2 separate regions of the Mus musculus genome follow, and region 1 is linked to region 2. The links are chromatin contacts, called in public HiChIP or PLAC-seq maps. All regions are on one chromosome and are shown on one strand. The core of a region is the stretch at or near the end of the contact, and the rest is flanking DNA. Distances in the headings are between cores, read along the strand shown. Region 1 has its middle 190 kb from the start of Cwc27. Region 2 overlaps Adamts6 (a disintegrin-like and metallopeptidase (reprolysin type) with thrombospondin type 1 motif, 6).

The links. HiChIP or PLAC-seq counts read pairs in DNA pulled down with a chosen protein or histone mark.
Region 1: a contact with region 2 is called in a Foxp3 HiChIP or PLAC-seq map of regulatory T cells, with 13 times the contacts expected there. The contact joins two enhancer-like sites. A contact is called at or near these places in 5 of 484 Hi-C or Micro-C datasets (CD8 T cells, bone marrow-derived macrophages, nephron progenitors and 2 more), 7 of 115 datasets of contacts at active chromatin or transcription factors (bone marrow-derived macrophages, embryonic stem cells, fibro-adipogenic progenitors and 3 more) and 3 of 9 other capture datasets (adipose tissue, liver and pancreatic islet).

Annotation. Positions count from the first base shown.
Region 1 is chr13:104,620,834-104,623,533 of GRCm38.p6, forward strand. No RefSeq gene overlaps it. Among named protein-coding and RNA genes, the nearest start is that of Cwc27, 190 kb to the right of the region's middle. Within about 2 kb of position 1,263, at least 59 of the 459 cell types and tissues checked have an H3K27ac peak or open chromatin away from gene starts, as enhancers often do. A contact at or near this core is called in regulatory T cells, where this site is marked.
Region 2 is chr13:104,301,880-104,304,579 of GRCm38.p6, forward strand. All of the region lies in intron 3 of Adamts6 (a disintegrin-like and metallopeptidase (reprolysin type) with thrombospondin type 1 motif, 6), which reads left to right. Among named protein-coding and RNA genes, the nearest start is that of Adamts6, 15 kb to the left of the region's middle. Within about 2 kb of position 1,407, at least 2 of the 459 cell types and tissues checked have an H3K27ac peak or open chromatin away from gene starts, as enhancers often do. A contact at or near this core is called in regulatory T cells, where this site is marked.

The DNA.
Region 1 (2,700 bases), core at 13-2,512, 320 kb after region 2:
TTAGGGCGATGTGACTCCTAGGAGAGCAAAGACATTAAATCAATGTTTACAGTTTGAGAGTCTCAGATCTGATAGGTGTTTCTCATTCTTTAGTTTCTGCCTTTGGACAGCAGCACCTGTCCAGGGCTGATCTTCAGGGAAGTGAAAAACAAAACCAAAGCATCACAATTAGTTGGGGGAGCTTAATAAGCAACAACAGCAACAACAAAATCAACAACAACACAACGACAGGCCCTGGACCCCTACCCAAACTTGTCCCGAGTGTGGGAAATTAATGACAATAGGATCCCTGACCCCTTCATCTCCCCAGGGTGACTGCAATACACGAACACATTTCTACTCTTACATTCTGTGTTCTTCTAGGGTGTTTGTAGGGGCTGGTATAACTTTAATTTTTTTCAAATCCTATTTTTAATGATGGTTCTTAATCAATTTAACCTCCCCTGTAGCCCACCACCCACCAGAGGTAGTATGAAAGAAAGGACAAGGGATGGGGGTAGGGCTGAGTGGATCTGTTTGGAAAGGTTCTTTGGAGCAACTCCCATCTGAGTTGTCTGAAAATTGGCAGTTCAATTCACAGGTTGGTAGCGGCAGCTTGATCCACTTGCAAACATCTCATGGATACACCAGCAATCCAGTTCAGTAGAGTCAGGTTAGCAACAGCAGTAACATGACCTAGCAGACAGCCAGGCCGAGGGACCAACAGGAACACCAGGAGACGTTCTCAGGTGTGCCTCTCCCAGGGAAGTGAAGATCAGTGAAGACTCGGGACCCACGAGCATTGCTCAGCTAGCTGTACCAGCAAGCCACGCTCTGTCTCCATCACTCCGTCCAATCCTATTTATGCCCTCCAAACATCATGTGTCCTCTGTGTGTCGTGCCTCAGCACATGCATCCAATCAGCCCAAGTCCTTGGAGTCCCGACAAGGAGAGCTCAACTATGCAATATAAGGTGGACCAATCAATACATGCAAGCCGTTAGCAAAGAATCCTTCATCACGAGTCTCTTCATGTGTTTGTTTTAGCAGAACATTCTCTTGATGTCTGCTTCAGTGAAACGTTCCTTCATGAGTCTACCTTAGTCTTTGATCTGTGTCCACTTTAGGAAAACCCTCCTTCACCTGTTTGCCCCAGCAAAACACCATCTAACACAACAGACTCTCCCAAAAACCCTTAAGTTTCCACTTCAGGGTTGGGTGGTGTGGGGGTGTGGAGAGAGAGTACAAAAATTTTGAACAGAGCTTAGTCTCTCTGAAAGGCTTTTCCTTTCACTATTTTTTGTTGTTTTGGGTTTTTTTTTGGTTCTGGGGCTTGAACCTGGGCCATTGCACACGGGAGGCAACTCTCTAGCATCGAGTGGTATTTCAAACTATGAAAAAAATTGTTTTGCTTTTCTTTTTTTTTTTTTTTTCCCTTCATTTAACAAGCAGCACGTGTTGGGAGAAAACTCTCAGTGTGTGTCTAAAGGGCACCCAACTGGTTGTGTGGGCTGATAGGCTTGGAGCTGAAAATGCTGGAGATGGCACATATGCAAAACCACAAATTCCATAAATACTCAGGATGCTCTTTAGTAAGCCAGGGCACCCATCCTGTGTGTTAGTTTTCCCGCACTATGACAAATACCTGAGGTGAATCAATTGGAGAGAGGGAAGGTTTATTTTGGCACAGGATTTCAGAAGTGTTGGTTCATGGTTACTTGGTTACACTGTTGTGGAACATGGTAGCAAGTCAGGCCATTGTGGGAGCACGGAGGCTGCTAACCTCAAAGACTGTGGAAAGGAAAAAGGAGATAATATCTCCTTCAAGAGCATACTTTCCATGACATTACTTCCTTCCACAAGGCTGATGCCCTAACCATCTACCACCTTCCTTTAGTGCTGTAGGCTAGGAACCCAGCTATGAAGAGACGGGCCTTTGGGGGACATTTAAGATCTCAACTGTGGCACCATCATGGTGCTAACTCTAATAAACTGAAATCCTTGTTTGTGTCTAAAGGTAAGCCTGATTCTTATCAAATAAGAACATTTAAAAAAATTCTGTAAATAAGTATCTAAGTCAAGGCCTGTGATCTTCAAACTTTTAGAAATCAGACCTTTAAATCACACAAGTAAACGCTTGTCCTCACTCAGCCTTTAAGGTCTGCCTATAAACAGGCTTTTCAAATTCTAATTTGTTAAGCCAAATAGGCACTGTGCAGTTTCTCATAATCTTACTGCATCTAATTATGCTTTATATTTCTTAGCTCGCACTGCATACTACATGAAAGCAGATGCCATTATAATTTACCCTTTTCACCGGCTATTCCTCCCCGATAGTGTGAATCTAGTACCGAATTGCTCTGGGAGCCAGAGCTCATGGATTTGCTTTCTCTGTACCTGCTAACTGTAGGTCTGGCAGCAGGCTCGGAATGGAGGCTTTGGGGGATCCCTCTTGGTTTCCTCCTGTGGTGGGACTGCCAGCAGCTGCTTTCCCAGGCCTTGCTGTCTGTCTCCAGCCTTGGGGTGATATGCATCTGACTCCCCTGTCTAGCCCATCACGACTTCCTGTTCTTGTTCTGTAATGTTTTTCAGATCCGCTTCTTCCTGTTGCCTTCCCAGCCTTCTGTTTCAGGCTTTAATTACCTCACATGCACCTGCACTCTCCTAAGATCAAGATCCTCTTTCCTGTCTGCAGCTTTTCCTCTCACTGTTACTCTTCCTT
Region 2 (2,700 bases), core at 157-2,656:
TGGAGTTCTGTAGGCTTCTTGTATGTTTATGGGCATCTCTTTCTTTAAGTTAGGGAATTTTTTTTTCTATAATTTTGTTGAAGATATTTGGCCCTCTAAGTTGGGAATCTTCACTCTCTTCTATACCTATCTTTAGGTTTTGTCTTCTCATTGTGTCCTGGGTTTCCTGGATGTTTTGGGTTAGGAACTTTTTGCATTTTGCATTTTCTTTTGACTGTTGTATCAATGTTTTGCATGTTATTTTCTGCACCTGAGATTCTCTCTTCTCTTGTATTCTGTTGGTGATATTTGCATCTATAACTCCTGATCTCTTTCCTAGGTCTTCTATCTCCAAGGTTGTCTCTCTTTGTGATTTCTTAACTGTTTCTATTTCCATTTTTAGATCTACAATGGTTTTGTCCAATCTTTCACCTGTTTGACTTTGTTTTCCTGTATTTATTTAAGGGATTTTTGTATTTCCTCTTTAAGGGCTTCTTTTGTTTACTTGTTTTCTCCTGTAAGGGAGTTATTTATGTCCTTCTTAAAGTCCTCTATCATCATCAAAAGATGTGATTTTAAATCAGAGTCTTGCTTTTCCAGTGTATTGGGGTATCCAGGGCTTGCTGTGGAGGGAGAACTGGGTTCTGATGGTGCCAGGTAACCTGGGTTTCTCTTCCTTAGGTTCTTGCACTTACCTCTTGTCATCTGGTTATCTGTGGTGTTAACTGGTCTTGCTGTCTCTGGCTGTGGCTTGTCCCTCCTGTAAGCCTGTGTGTCAGCACTCCTGGGAGACCATCTTTCTCTGGGAGAAATTTGGGTATGGAGAGCTGTGGCACAAGGTCAGTTCCAGGCGCAAATGGAAACTGGAAGGATCCTGACCCAGGTTTCTGTGTCCTGATGGCTCTGAGCAGGTCCCTCTTGGGCCAGGATTTTGAGCAGAAGTGGTGGTCTCATCTGTGCTCTCAGGTGTGTCAGTACTCCTGGGTGACCAGCTCTCTCCCAGCAGGATTTGGGTATGGAGAGCTTGGCACAGGGTCCTCTTCTGCTCTCTTGACCACATTCAAGAGTTTTTTAATACTGTCACCATGCCCATTTATCTTTTTATTTTTCATTTATATCAGAATGTAGTATTTCATTAAATTCATCATTTATCCCTCATAATCTTTCTTCTGCTTGGTGGAGTTTGTTAAAAATGTATTTCACTGTTATCATTTTATTAATTCCATTTTTTACTTCTACCATATCTATATTTTTAAAACAAATATCCATTTCCTAGCTAAAATTTCTTTGTTGTCGACTTTTTTCATCCACCTTCTTGTTTTTATCATCCCCTCTGTTGTTATTTCCCTCCAAGTTGCTGACTTCCCTCTATAGAGCCTGGTGTTAGCTCTGCTGTTTATTTGTGCACTCATTTGATGTCACTGACCTTTTTTTCAGCACAAACTGAAATTTTCATGTGGTATTTCAGTATCTTTGAGATCAGTACTTGAAGATGCATGCTTGTTTTTGTTTTTATTCTGTGTATGTGTATGAGACAGGTGTGTGTGTGTGTGTGTGTGTGTGTGTGTGTGTGTGAGAGAGAGAGAGAGAGAGAGAGAGAGAGAGAGAGAGAGAGAGAGGGAGAAATAGAGCAATTACTTTTGAGGGCTCAATCTTCAGTACTACTAGGAGAGTTGAAAATGAATCACTGTGGTAAGAGTGATATCAAACTATATAAGATATATATTTTTATAATCAGTAACAGTTAACTAATATGTCATCAGTGATGATGGCACTGGAAATGCCAAAACCAAATGACAGTGTGTTATGAAGTTTAAAATTACTTAGGCCTAACAGGAAGGAGACTGAGGAAGGGAGAGAAAAGAAAGTGAAGCGAGGTTACATAGATGAAAAGAGAAAGAAGGGAGGTGGATGTATGGAGGGGTTGAGAAAAGGGAAAGACTTTAGAAAGCAGAAGAAAATAAAGAATAAAACACTTCCCTCTGCTCAAAGAGTTTAAAAATCGTAACTAGATGACTATGAAAAATGGAGTAAGAATAATTGTATAATAGAATTTAAAAGTAGTTCATAAAATAAAGTCATAATACTAGTAAATATAGAGAATGGGTAAATTATATAGGTTAAAAAAACAGAAGAAAAAGGAAAAAATTCAAAATGCAGTTGCCAAAGATAGAAAAATATAGCAACAAAATTAGCGGAATATATTAAGAAGAGTAGTGAGTGCAAATTAAAAAAAAAATGAAGTAAAATCCCGCTAAAAATCAAAGGAGGAACAAAGCAAGGGATATGGTGTAGCAGCTTTTCTTTGGGTACTCACAAATAGACTGGAGATTGTGAACTATATTCATAGAAGGATGATGGAGTCATTTGATCTCAGTCTATGGTCTTGTTCAATTTGTACTGAACATATATTGATGTCTGTCAGAGCCATCTTTACAATCACTGTTTGCTTTGCTGTCAGGTGCCTTTGTTGGCCATAGCAAGTTTTGCATTCTATAGACTGGGCTGAAACTTGGATCTTCCTGAGACTCTCTAGATTAGACCCCTTGAGTGGCTATTTCAGCTGGGTCGTATCTCCAAGTGTGTTGGGTGTATTGGAGTAACCAAAAGCACAGAGATTAGTACAAACAGATCTGCTTTCATACTTTCAAGGCCTGCTGGTGGAAGGATGATGCCATATGTATCTTATACATTCCTAAAATTTCATTCTTGGGCTCAGAA